Regions from separate parts of the Mus musculus genome. Here all the other regions are linked to region 2. Evidence: chromatin contacts called from public promoter capture Hi-C data. All regions are on one chromosome and are shown on one strand. Each heading gives the region's core, a stretch centred on a gene start, on an enhancer-like site or on the middle of the called end of the contact. The rest is flanking DNA. Distances are from core to core; before and after follow the strand shown.

Evidence for each region. Promoter capture Hi-C pulls out the DNA fragments that hold promoters and counts their contacts.
Region 1: a contact with region 2 is called in a promoter capture Hi-C map of erythroid cells, with 3 times the contacts expected there. The contact joins the promoter of Ercc6l here to the promoter of Nono in region 2. A contact is called at or near these places in 3 of 39 promoter capture datasets (erythroid cells, liver and pre-B cells), 1 of 115 datasets of contacts at active chromatin or transcription factors (memory CD8 T cells) and 3 of 9 other capture datasets (adipose tissue, liver and pancreatic islet).
Region 3: a promoter capture Hi-C map of pre-B cells shows a contact between it and region 2, with 4 times the contacts expected there. The contact joins the promoter of Pin4 here to the promoter of Nono in region 2. A contact is called at or near these places in 4 of 39 promoter capture datasets (the C10 cell line, erythroid cells, liver and 1 more).

The regions. Positions count from the first base shown.
Region 1 is chrX:102,154,790-102,159,434 of GRCm38.p6, forward strand. It overlaps Ercc6l (excision repair cross-complementing rodent repair deficiency complementation group 6 like), which reads right to left and starts at 2,302. Exons shown (of 2, transcript NM_146235.3): 1 at 2,119-2,302. The coding sequence starts at 2,186.
Region 2 is chrX:101,428,242-101,432,824 of GRCm38.p6, forward strand. Nono (non-POU-domain-containing, octamer binding protein) reads left to right here and starts at 1,410. Exons shown (of 12, transcript NM_023144.2): 1 at 1,410-1,521; 2 at 2,252-2,311.
Region 3 is chrX:102,117,768-102,122,260 of GRCm38.p6, forward strand. Pin4 (protein (peptidyl-prolyl cis/trans isomerase) NIMA-interacting, 4 (parvulin)) reads left to right here and starts at 1,702. Exons shown (of 4, transcript NM_027181.2): 1 at 1,702-1,797; 2 at 3,901-3,974. The coding sequence starts at 1,755.

The DNA.
Region 1 (4,645 bases), core at 1,052-3,551, 730 kb after region 2:
AAAAAAAAACTGTTAAAAAAAAATGCCGGGGCTGGAGAGATGGCTCAGTGGTTAAGAGCACCAACTGCTCTTCTAAAGGTCCTGAGTTCAAACCCCAGCAATCACATGATGGCTCACAACCATCCGTCATGAGACCTCTTCTGATGTGTCTGAAGACAGCTACAGTGTACTTACATATGATAAATAAATCTTTAAAAAAAAATGCCTTCAGAGCCTGGCGTGGTGGTGCACGCCTTTAATCCCAGCACTCGGGAGGCAGAGGCAGGTGGATTTCTGAGTTCAAGGCCAGCCTGGTCTACAGAGTGAGTTCCAGGACAGCCAGGGCTACACAGGGAAACCCTGTATCGAAAAACCAAACCAAACCAGACCAAAAAAACAGCAAACAAACTGTTTATTTCAGGCCAGAAGTTGCATGAACTTCTTGAGTTTCACTGACTGAGCACTCTTCTCATCCTAAATCCAAACAATGAGCCTAAGAAAACCACCTTAGAATTTCAGTTGTAAAGGAGCATCCTTGGAGAAAAACAAGTAAGCCAGCTCGTCTATTTTTTAATTTAATTACATTTTAAGAGTGATTTAATCTTTAAGCCTTATAGTAAATTACATCCTTTGTGATATTAAACTTGGAAAGCCACTTACTTTTTTTATAGTGGTGGCCACTGTGAAGACCCCCGAGAGTCAACTCTCTTGTGAAGCATACGCCCATGGGCTGTCTTACAAGACTCCAGGTTTATTTAGAGACTCATTAACTTTGCTTCCCTCTGGTATGTCTTGAAATTCTTTTCTCCATTTTTATCTAAGAGGAGGTCCCTCGAGGGAAAACTCTACTTAGAGTACTGGTGGCTCTGTCCACTGACTGATCGTTGATTCACTGGAACATGGTGCTATGTACCTGTAATTCCATCACTATGTGGACTCAGAGAGAAGGATAGAGTTCAAGAGCAGCCTGCCTCAAAAAAAAAAAAAACAAAAAAAAACAAAACCTATGCCTGGCAGTGATGGCGCTAGCCTTTAATCCAAGCACTGAGCAAAAGTTAGTGGTATGTGGGTCTCTGTGAGTTCAAGGCCAGCCTGATCCACACAGAGAAACCTTGTCTCCAAGGAAAAAAAACCCTACAAGTTAACAACATAAATCTACATACTGTAGAGAGGACTCTGTAGTTAAGAGGACTAGGTGCTTGCTCTTTCAGAGGACTCTGGTTCAGTTCCCAGCACCCACATGGTGGCTCACAACCCTCTGTATCTTCAGTCTCAGGAGGGGATGGCACACACCCCATTATAGTTGTGATCTTTTTTCCTCTACTTAGGGGTGGTTTTGAGCAACCTTTTCATGTGCCTGTTTGCCATTATGTGTTTTTTAAGAGAAATGTCTACAAATCCTTTGCTAATATTTTATGTAGTCTTTTAAAAATTATATAGGCATAGACGGGTGTTTTGCATATGCGCGCGCGGGGCGGGGGTGGGGGGGCGCATGTACATCACATAGGTACCAGAACATAGGATCCTGTAGGACTGGAGTTACATAATGGTTGTGAGCTACTATGTGGGTGCTGGGAATTGAACCTGGGTCTTCTGGAAGAGCAGTCAGTGCTCTTAACCTCTGAGTCATCTCTCCAGCCCTGCACTACAATTTTTAATAGTTAAATATTCCAACCTAGGCATCTGGTGAAAGCGTATTCATTCACTGGGCTTAATGGTTCCTTTGGGGGCATATGTCTTCCCTTCGTAACTGGACCCCCTTTCTTTTAATGGCAGCACTCTGGTCGGGAAATAAAACATTTTACAGCATCCATCAAACACCATAAAGTATTTCTGTTTCAGATCCCATTTTCACTACCCAATTGCTAACAACTTAGGGACTATTTTTCCTCTTTTCTCCCAGGTCTGGCGGTTGGCGAGTTAGAAAGACTCAAAGATTTCATCAGTTAATTAAAATTCAGGCTCTTAAAGAGTTCATACTCAAGAGTTATTTGACTTACGAGTGACTTGGCAGGGCGAGCTCCCCGAAATAGAAATCTGGTCAAAGCCACAGCAGATCCTAGGGGGAGGTGGGAGCCACTCCACCTCAACCCCAGGCCAGGGACTGCAAGTTCGACCCGTCCGGAGACCCAAACATACCTCAGGTAACTCTCGGCCAGTTGTGGGCTCAAAGTCTCCACTTCCGCTAAGCCTTGGGAAGCCTCCATGGCCAGGGAATCCGGAGAGCCCAGGAAAGGAGACTCCCAGTTAAAACCGCGCTTGAATTTCGCTCGCTCCCGCCTTACCCAGGCTGGGCTCACGCACTAGACTGGTAGAGCCAACTGCCCGCCTCGCGGCGGGCCAATCCGGGATCTGGCGCTCGAGCGCGGTTTCCTGAGCCCCGCCCAGGAAGGTCTTGCGCCTGCGCCCTCGAGCACTGGCGCTAGCTAGCTACGTTAGCTAGAGTGGCCTTACGTTTTGGGTTTTTTTTTTTTTTTTTTTGGAGGGGGGGGGGGCTGCTGATTCACGTGACCGGTGGTGGTTTCAGTTCCGTCCTAACTGCGTGGCGGTGAGTGTGAATGTTGAGTAATGAGAGCGAAGGGAAGGAGTTAAGAGCGTGAGTAAAATGCGCGCTTGTTTCTCTTGTCCTTGTGAGTGGAGGCTGTCTTATTGTACTGGCCCATAGAGGTCTCCATTGCCCCCTTTTCCTCCCCGCCAGTGCCTGGCACTGAACATACTTGGAATTCACACACCTAGAAGTGCAATCCTGCAACTTAAAGCTGACACTGAAGAAGGATTTTCAAAGACAAAGCCTAAGCCGCTCGTGGTGGTGCACACCTCTGATAACAGTGCTTAGGAGGCAGAGGCAGGAGGATCTCAAGATCTAGTCCAGACTGAGCTTGCATATAAACAAGACCCTGTCTCAGAAGTACACACACAAACACACACGCCCTTATTTACGCAATACCAAATAGAGTAGAGGTTATTTATGTATTTGAGAGGTTGGGAAGGGGACATGATAAGAGTTGAATGGGAATGAATGGCTTACAGATTACTCATATATGAAATGATGAAAAAATTAAATGTAAAAAAATAATAATAGCTAGATTTGGTGGCACAAGCCTGTTGGGTTTCAGATCCGGGACAAGTAGCTGAGGTGCATATATAACATACCAAAGTGGACCTGGCCTTCAGGTTCTCCCACCATCCTTCATCCTTGTTACAGGGCATGACTGGCAAACCCCACCCTCTACACTGAACTTTCCAACCCAGAGGCTGGGCCACCCAGCAGCTCTTCATTATGTAATACAGACCTTTTTGGTTTTCCCTCTCTTTTCTCTCTGCATGCCTGCTTTCTCTCTCCCCCTTCTCTGCCTATCTTTCCATGGTGACTTCACTGACACCCCCCTCCTGTATGGTGAATGAACCTGCCTGGAGGCTGCCCCCAATAAACCTGCCTTTATACTTTAATTTGGCCTGAATTGGCTTATTTTGTTCGTGGAGATACCAAAGCCTAGGGTTCCAGCACCTTTGAGGTTGACGCAGAAGGATTACAGATTCAAAATCCATTCAGGCCAACCCAAGCCACTTAGTGAGACCCTGTGAGTGCTGGGGCTATATCTCAGTAGTAGAGCATTTGCTTAGCTCTGTGACTCTATGGCTTCTTTCATTTTGTGAAGATAAACAAATAAGTGCAATTATAATGTGGTTATCCCCTTCAGAAGTTCTAGTTAAGATGCAGTCATTTTCAAAGGCAAAGCTCAGGCCTTAGGGAAATGGAAAAGATACATAAGAGGTCGAGAGCCAACAAAAATTATTCTGGTTTATATATTACTAAGAAAGCCACTCCTGAAGCCCAGAACTCTGGAAACTGAGATAGGATTATGATGAGTTCGAGGCCAGCAAGGACTCAAAACATACTGATGGGGACATGGACATTGTGATTCCCTGAGAAATGGACCCCAACATAAGAGACACTTGCACCAATATAATAAACTATTTGGAATAAGACTTCCATTTTGAGCTGGGCAGTGGTGGTACACGCCTTTAATCACAGCACTCGGGAGGCAGAGGCAGGCAGATTTCTGAGTTCGAGGCCAGCCTGGTCTACAGAATGAGTTCCAGGACAGCCAGGGCTATACAGAGAAACCCTGTCTCAAAAAACAAAAAAAACAAAAATCAAAAAAGACTTCCATTTTGAGTAGTGGTCAATTAAAGTTCAAGTGCCTAAGACTTCCCTGGGAACTAACATCCTGGTTGGCAAGTTAAGACATGAATATTAGACAAAACAAATTCCCTGCCACAGTGAATATCCCAGCTAATGGGAGTAAGATAAGTGTACAACAAAGACATGTTCCTGAGGAAATCCTCCTATTTCTTAATCCTGACTGGTAGAATAACTTGGCAAAGATGTTTGTGGATTTAGGGCTTTAAAACCCTGTAGGATCTTAACTCGCGGTCATGGCTCAATTCCTGAATCTGGACTGAGACTGGTGTTCGTGTAGTTTGTGAGGCAATTCCTGGACCCCAACAATAAGGTATTTTTAGACAAAATGATAGAACATCTGGAACTTACATTAAACAGCTCCAGTAGGGAGTAAAAAGAGAGGGGTAAACAACATTTGTTGATAATTCTGAAGCTTCTTACAGACTTTCATGATCCTCTTCATTGGATGTCTCTATGTGT
Region 2 (4,583 bases), core at 160-2,659:
GTGGCCTTCTGGGCAAGGAGGCTCCTTTTTCAGCCTCCTGAGTACAGAAGTTAAAGGCTTAATCATTTCTGTTTGATTGTGACAGTCATACGTAGTAAACAGCTGTCATAATTGGATAGTGGATATAGGAGATCAGTAGTAGGGCTGAAACTTCATACTGAAGGGCATTATCTGATCTTGATCCCCCCCATTTTCTTTTTTCATAATAATGTGCTATCTTATCTCAAAGAATTTGGGAACCATTGGGATAAATATACCCACTATAGTAAGTTGTAGCCATATGTTGATGCACACGCACACGCAAACGGGGTGGATTGGGTAGAATATAGCTAGTCTCTACTACTGTATTGAATGGTGCCACAGAACCTTCCCAACATTGTAAGAGGCTTATTAGACAGCACAGTTCCATATCATTGTATCCCCATACAAGGTATAGGTAATGCCTATTGAGATAATCTGCCATCAGGAGTATGAATTAATTACTGAGGATTAACTACTGGTGCCTATCTATTGAACCTTGTAATCCTTGGTTAACCGCCTGGGAGAGCTAGGCATTATGGAATAACGAAGGTTATTATTACCTGATAGGCCTCCTATGGGATAAAGAGTAGGTCTGATGTGAAGACCTCCAACATACTGGTTCAGGCACCGCCGACCAACCTGTTGAGTCTCTCTGCGATGGGAACCTTAGTCTGTTTGGCCTATCGGGTTCTCTGGTTACTATGGAAATGGTGCTAGTCACAGTTCTGGGTAATCACTGAGCTTAAAGTGTCAAAATCGTTTGCCCTCCTGCCTGTTTCTACAATCATGTCCATTTCAGTTACACTTCCCAAACATACCCAGCACTGAGAAAGGAAACTAAAACTGTATAGGGTGTCAGGGTAGACGCTTTGAGGAAGTGTGGAAAAAAAGAAACATGGCGGGGCACATTTTTTTTTTTCAGTAGCAAACGGCTAGCTCTACCACATAGAATACAATGACATTGTTAGTCTTAATTTTGCACAGGCGCAGTGCATAAATTCTCAGCACACGCCTACGTGCACATTTTCCCCCCTTTTCGCTCCGATCTTCCTCTCGCACAAGTTCTCTTCTCTCCTCCTCCCACCGCTAGGTTTTCAGTCCTTCCGTAGGGCCGGGTGAGCCTCTCCTTCCGACCCCCTACCTTCCACTGCTGGCTCCCCCTCCCCCTTCCTTTTCCGTCTTGTGCTCGGCGCCTCTAGTGCATGCGCATAAGCTACGAAGCCTCGCTCTTTGTCCCCATCTGTCGTTCACACGAACCCAAGGCTTTGACAGTCGGTAGCCAATAAACGTTAAGAAATGGCGGACTAATGAGACTTTCTCGGGAGATAAACTTTGACTGGCAGTTCACATAGCCAATCGGGAATCCAAAATTGACCCCCCCCCCCCTCGGGAGGTACCGAGCTCCGTCGGCTCGTTTCCGGCGGTCGCGCGCTCTTTTCTCGGGACGGTGGAGGCCGTGCAGCGTCGCCCATACTCCGAGCAAAGAACTGTGGCCAGAGGGTGAGTTTGGGGATGGCTCTTTGGTTGCTTAGGGATGCGGTGGGGCTTCCTGCGACACTCTGGAAAGGGAGGGGTTGGGGCGAGGCCGAGTTTGCACACGGGCTATGGGTTCCGAAGGCCCGGGAGGCCTTTCCCCCTCCGCACAAGGCCTTCGCAGCCCACCCATGGGGGCCAGAGCGCTCCCTGCTCCCCGCCGCGGGCATTAGCCAATGCTTTTCTTGCTTCCTTGCCCAGACTCTTTGTGCTGCTCACCCCCAATTTTAGTGGCCCTAAGTTGTTGGCTTCTTGAACGCCCTGGGCCACAGGGTGTGGGGTCTATTATACTAAGGCCCTGAAGTCGAGGTTAGAGGAGGAGGCGCTTTGCTTTGTCGGATGCTCCTCCCTAGCCTTTCAAGGCCATTAATTCCTAGAGGGCCTGTGGGGCCCCTGGAGCTATGGATTTTTTGTTGTTGTTGTTTTGTTATTTGAAACGAAAGTGGGAAGTTTGCTAGTTCAGACCCCTTGGCTTTTGGTGCTAAGTTCATGAAACACCCTCCACCCCACCCTTGCACGCGCGCGCGCGCGCGCCTTTTTTCCGAACCCCTTGCTCCTTAAGCTTTTCCTAGGCATTTGTAGGCATCGCTTTTCTAAATTAAAAAAAAATGTTGCTTTCTGTGGCATTACTTTCGAGTATTTTTCACTTTGCGGACGTCTTACTGTAAGCTGACACCTTTCTTTGTGTTTTTAACAGCAGTCGAGGTTAGTGAGGACTGCGAGGCAGACACTTTGCTGTGTTCAAATCCAAGTCAAGGTAGGTGCAGGAGGTAGGGTCATCAGGTAAAGTGCAGGATGCTTAACTAATACAGATTTTACAGATGAGAAATTAATTTGGGGGGCACTTTTCATGTTATTTAAGCTAAACCGTTTTTAGAATCTGAAACTAAAATGTGACTGAGTGGTGTGGGTTTTTTTTTTTGTTGTTGTTTTGTTTTTATAACCCCTAATTATGGCTGTTCTAATAGGGGTTAGTGCTTAAATTTATGTTTGTCCACTTCATTGTTTTTTAAATAAAAAGTCCTAAGAAACTCAGCCGCCTTTACCGTGATTGTATTCTACAGCTTTAACAGTCGCCCACCAGGCAACCATATCAGCCTAGCAAGTTCACACTGGATTTCTCTAGCAGTTTTTCATTTAGTAATTTGACTCTTCTAAAATTGAGAGGACCTTGATTTAGATTTCAGATACCTGTGATTAATATGGTCCTGAACATGTCTGCAGGTATATCACACACAGTAGCTATAGTCTCTTTCATTGTGGTTAATCTTAGGACGTGATAGGAGACAGAAATCCTAACTGCTGATCTCTGTAGTTAGGGTTTGGTAAGTTTATTTCTGCAAAATTATATTATTGCATTTAACATAGGAACATTTCTTTCATGCTTGGTACTTGCTGTGTATACAGTGGTAATTTAGATTCTTTGGGCAGTGCTAACCTTCCTTGGTAAATGGAAACTTATGGAGAAGACTACATGGAAGGGAAAGATTTTGAAATCTGTCACCATGGGGATTTTTATTCAAAAACAAATAAAATAAATTTGGTTGTTACACGTTATCCATGCACTCAGGAGGCAGAGGCAGGTGGATTTCTGAGTTCCAGGACAACCAAGGCTACACAGAGAAAGAGAGAAACCCTGTGTGTGGGGGGGGGGGGGAAGAAAGAAAGAAAACAAGTTCTCCATGGTCAGACATGGTGGCAGAGGCAGATGGACCTCTGAGAGTTAAAGGCCAACCTGGAGTACAGAGTTCCAGGACAGCTAAGGCTATGCTGCGAGATTGGGTCGAAAGGAAGGAAAAAAGAAAGAAAGAGAAAGATTCAATTGTTGGGTGTTTATACTTTTTCTATATTGACAAGTTAGGGAGAATCTGATGATGACATTCTGTTTAACAGTCCTGTTTCTTTTTCTTTCTTTTCTTTTTTCTTTTTTTTTTTTCCTCCCGAGACAGGGTTTCTCTGTGTAGCCCTGTCTGTCCTGGAACTCGCTCTATAGACTGGCCTTGAACTCAGAAATCCTGCCTCTGCCTCCCAAGTGCTGGGATCAAAGGTGTGCGCCACCACTGTCCAGCTTTTACATTCCTATTTCTTTTTTTTTAAAGATTTATTTATTTTTTTATGTATATGAATACACTGTAGCTGTACAGATGGTTGTGAGCCATCATGTGGTTGCTGGGAATTGAACTCAGGCCCTCTGCTCACTCTGGCCCACAGATTTATTTATTATTATATGTAAGTACACTTTAGCTGTCTTCAGGCACACCAGAAGAGGGCGTCAGGTTTTGTTACAGATGGTTATGAGCCACCATGTGGTTGCTGGGATTTGAACTCAGGACCTTTGGAAGAGCAATCAGTGATCTTAGCCGCTGAGCTGATCACTCTCCAGCCCTACTACATTCCTATTTCTTGAGACTAGGAATGGTAGTTTCCTTTTTGGAGCAAACGCTTCATCGTTCCTGAGTGACAGTTAAATGATGCTTTGTAGTAGTAGTTCACGTAGGCCTTAGATTTAACCACCTCTGTAAGCTCAATAACTGTTTATTCACCCTCATCATCTCCATCATAACAGGGTGCACAAATTAGGTGTCTTAGCCAATAAGTTTGCTGGAATTTAACTTGAAGGCTCATTTGATGTATGATGGTTTTGACTTTTAGAGGTCAAGAGATCTGGGTTCCATTCCATATAGTGGTGTGGCCTTGGGTGGGTAAAGCAGGTTTGGGGCTTCTGTTTTCTCATTTAAAAGAACAGCTGGGGACACTGAATGAAATAATGCAGGTGTAGCAAGTTGTCTGAATTTTGTTGGAGTCAGGGTCTCCCCCACTATGATGGCCTGGCACTCACCATGTAGACCGGGTTGACTTACATCTTTCAGAGATCCACCTACCTTTGCCTCCTTGTGCTGGAATAAAATAAGTAAACTAGGATGCCCAGGGTTTTGTTTTAGGGGGCAGGGCCTTAAGATGTATCCCAAGCTGGCCTGAAACCTGGGTCATCCACTGAAGCCCAAGCCACTAAGCTCAGCTTTTATAAA
Region 3 (4,493 bases), core at 452-2,951, 690 kb after region 2:
GTTGGTGGGACAGGCCTATAATCTAGCATTCAGTAGGCAGAAGTGAGAGGATTGGAAATTTAAGACCAGTTTGGGCTGCATAGTGGGATCCTATCTAAAACAAACAAACAACAACAACAACAAAATTTTAGCCTGGGGTGTGGCTCAACCATAAAGCTCTTGCCTGGCCTTGGTGAGGCCATGAATTTGATCACCAGTATTGCAAAAACAGACAAAAACTAAGCTGAGTCAGATAGCCAAGATAGGACAGTGATCTCATGGAATAGAGGGAAAGATGTCATATACGAAAATTATTGGTAGAGGAGGGGAGGATTGTGGGGGAAAGAGAAAAATGTATCCAAGTGGCACATGATTCCCACCACTTGAGAGGCAGAAGCAGGAGGACATAGTAAGTTCCAGAACAGTCTAGGCTACTAAGCAAGACCTGGTCTCAAAAAGAGAGACTGAGTGAGAAAGAGAGATCAAGAGCACATTGGGATGCAAATTCAAAAGCTATTCATCTTAAGTAAACGCCCCCAGTTAGTCATCGACTATGAAATTATTTCTCATGATACTCCATAAGCAGATACTTTAACAACACCATCTCGCAGAAGATGGAAACTGAGCCCAAGAGCGTCTTCAAGGTCACAGGACTAGTAGAAGGGGTTTTAAAGCAGGTCATGTGCCTCCAGAATCCAAGCTTTAAATTGCCTTATGCTGTGCTGTCATACAAACTTTGAGCTGGAAGGTGGTGGCACATATCTTAAGCCCCAGCAGTTAGAAGATAGAGGCAGGCAAATCTCTGTGAGTTCCAGGACAGCCAGGGCTACATACAGAGAAACCCTGTATCAAAAGAAAAAAGAAAGGAAGCAAAGAAGGAAGGAAAGAGAAAGGAAGGAAGGAAAAAAGAAAAGAACTCTGGAAAAATACAGAGACATGAATACTATATAGATTGACACGAGTGGTCACATGCTATCCTGCTGAACAGCATTAATGCCTTGTTTGTCTTTTAGGTGCATAGATTATGTTCTCCAGGATATATAACTTTAAAAAATCACATTCTACATCTTGGTCTATAATCTTCCTTAAGGCTATTTCTGTACACACAGCTTATAATCGTTATTTTAAAATTAATTTAGGCTGCTTCCAATGTTTCTCCATGACAGACTTCTGCCTGTCACAGGCAATGGGATGATAGGCTTTAAAAAAAAAATTCCATCTTTTGTACCCCATCAACTACTGCTGCAAAAATATAAACAAACAAGTAAGTAAGAAAAGCCATTAGGGAGTGCAGGTCTGTGTCAGTCGGAGAGAGGACGGAAGAAGGCCATTATCTAAACTCCCTCTGCTGTCCCTTTGTCTAGAATCCCCAAAGCAAAAGCCCACGCCAAAGAACTGCAGTGGCCTGAGGCTCGCACTGCGCATGCACAAAAAAGTGGGCGGGGCGAGAGAGAGCAAAGAACAAGTGCAAATGAGGGCAAGTAAAAGCTTTGAAGAACAGAATAGAGGCTGCGCTTTCTCGTCTCTGGGCAACCTTTGTTCCCGCCTCCCCGTAAGGCTTCGGCTTCTCATTGGTCTAACATCTCTAGCTCCTATAGGTCAAAGAACCAAAGGACTGGGTCTGTTCCAAGCTATGCCTGATTCTGGAACCGCAGCAGAAATAGTTGATTGTGACGCTGCTTTCAGGCATTGCGGAGGACATACCTGTGGGGCCTGAGGGGTCCTTTTGCTAGCACCGGAACAGTTGCCGGAGAGTTCATCCGCCAGCTTAAGAGATGCCGCCGAAGGGGAAAAGTGGTTCTGGAAAAGGAGGGAAAGGTAGACCTGCCGAGACAGTCATGGAGCGAGCGTAGGGGTGGATGGGGAGAAGGACAGGAGTAGACCTGCAGCTGTGTGGGGTGGGGGAGGGAGGTGATCATAAGCCGGACAGCAGGGCCACCGGGAGCACCCTGAGCCGCTGTGGTTTATGTTTGGGCTTCTTGTGGTAAGGAAAGATCAGTGCGTGAGGAGCTGCTGTGGTTCAGGGTATCCATGAGGTTTCAGTGCAGGGACCCTCGTGGCGGGCAATAGAAGCTGCTGGGGATGGTTCCTCGTGACCTGGGGTTTATTCCCACTAAAATTGAATCTGATGAAACGCCAGCAATAAAAGGAAGCCTACACTAGTGATCAATCTAGTCCATCTAGGCCTCTTAACAACTAACAGGACGTACCTCCCCCCCCCTCCCCTCCCCTACACACACACATGAGGAGGGACTCGCTTCTTGAAGACCGTTGTTGGGGACAACATTGTGCTTTCAGGCTAGAAAACTAAGACAACTCTTATTCATCGCTGGACAATGTGGGGAAGATAGTAGCCTCTAAGTACTGTGCCGAATGTAGTTGTGAGAGTTATGTTATAGAAGGTGGAAAGAGGGTAAAGAAACAAACTGGAGATACTTTGGGCAGGCTGAGATAAGCAGCAGCAATAGGGTAAAGAGTCCTCAACCCGGAGAGGCCAGCCCCAAAGGCAGTTTAGTATAGCATCGCTGAAGTAAAACTTCAAAACAAATAAGCAAGTTGGGGAAATTAAAACAGAAGAAAACTAAATCATGAGGTGTGCTGTATATGGTGTTAATTAAGGTTGGTTAGGGGCCAGGAGGTCCTTTAAAGAGATGATTTCAAGCCGGGCAGCGGTAGCGCACACCTTTAATCCTAGCACTTGGGGAGGCAGAGGCAGGTGGATTTCTGAGTTCGAGGCCAGCCTGGTCTACAGAGTGAGTTCCAGGACAGCCAGGGCTACACAGAGAAACCCTGTCTTAAAAACAAACAAACAAACAGAGAGGGGAGAGTAGTGAGGGAGAGAGAGAGAGAGAGAGAGAGAGATGATTTCAGTAGTTCTGGTAAGAGAGAGAGTTGGCCTGAACTAAGATTGTGGTTGTAGGAACCCAGAGAAGAGACAAATAAATGGAGTGTAGTAGAGTGATACCCCAGAGGTCCAAGGAACCAAGATGTTGTAAAGAAAGGTCTGAGAAATGGGTGAGGCACTGCAGAGACATGCCACAGCAGTGGGAGGCTGAGGAGGACCTGAGTGTGAGGTCACCAGGGGTACACTGTCCTTTAGCTGCTCAGCTCCTGTTCATCCATCAGGTGGTACCTGGCTAGCTGACATATGTGTTCCCTTCCACAATTTCTCGCTTGTCGGACTCTCAGAATGTGGTCTCTCTTCCTCACTGGGATACGAGCTCCTTGGCTGCGGCTTTGAATCCTATTCACTGTGTACCCCCAAGAACTTGAACTGGGGAATTATTTAGGAAACAGTTGTTAAACTAAATACTTAATTTAATCTTAGACACCTTGGCCTCTAACACTTAATATGCTGCCTTCGACACAAAACTTAAAAGAAGTAAGATGTGCTACCAATGCTTGATAGCCTGAATGTAGCAGATTCCAGGAGGATATCAGTAGCTGTTGTGGTAGACTGAAGGGGAAAAGAATGCACACACACACACACACACACCAAGCACTCTGAAATAAAACCAAACCCCTCAAAATGCATTGTTGGAGATTTTGCATGTTAGAATTTCAGGTGTCAAACACACTGTCACAGAATATAATAGAAATTGTATTATTTTATATAATGGCAGTGTTAAGTTAGAAGGCAAGATTTGGAATGGAGTCTAAAGAATCTGGCCCAGGCTTCTGGAGTGCCTGCATCCATGCCCACACTCATTTCTTTATCTGTTTTCTGTGAAGTATTTTGTTCGGCACATTTCCTGTTATTAGAGATGAGTCACAGAGTAAGTTAACTTGATTGCATGACTCACCATGTAGCCTTTTGGAACTTGGGGCTGTAATGGATGGGTTACCTTGTGTTATGAGTTGGACCTATCTATAAATGTCAAAGTACAGTCGAAATGAGTTCCTATCCTCTCTTTTCTAAAGGAGGTGCAGCCTCTGGGAGTGACAGTGCTGACAAGAAGTCTCAGGGTCCTAAAGGTGGTGGCAATGCAGTAAAGGTGAGTTATCTTATGTGTCTCCTCTTTTCCATGTAAAGTATTAGTAAGTGGGTATGCATAGAAAAGACAGTGTGAGTAACCTGTCCTTATCTATGAGGCTTAATACTAAGTTAAATTCAAGATGATACAAAACTGGAAACCAAAAACCAGTCTCACTTTTAAAAGGTAGAATTTTCACACTTCTAGCACTGTTCCTTTAAATGTGTTAACTTAGCGACTGGGGTTTCAGCCTCGGTCATTAAAGTGCTTGAGAAAAGACCTAAGCCTAGTTGGTGAGTTTCAATCCAGTGAAAGACCCTATCTCAAAACGAAAAAGGGGGTAGATGGCACCCTAGAAAGGATTATCTTCTGACCTCCAGATGCACATGCACACACATTTGTTACTTTGACCATGGGTGGGAGATAGTCCCTGTCTTGGTTAGGGTTTTACTGTTGTGAACAGATACCATGACCAAGGCAAGTCTTATAAAGGACAACATTTAATTGGGGCTGGCTTGCAGATTCAGAGGTTCAGTCTGT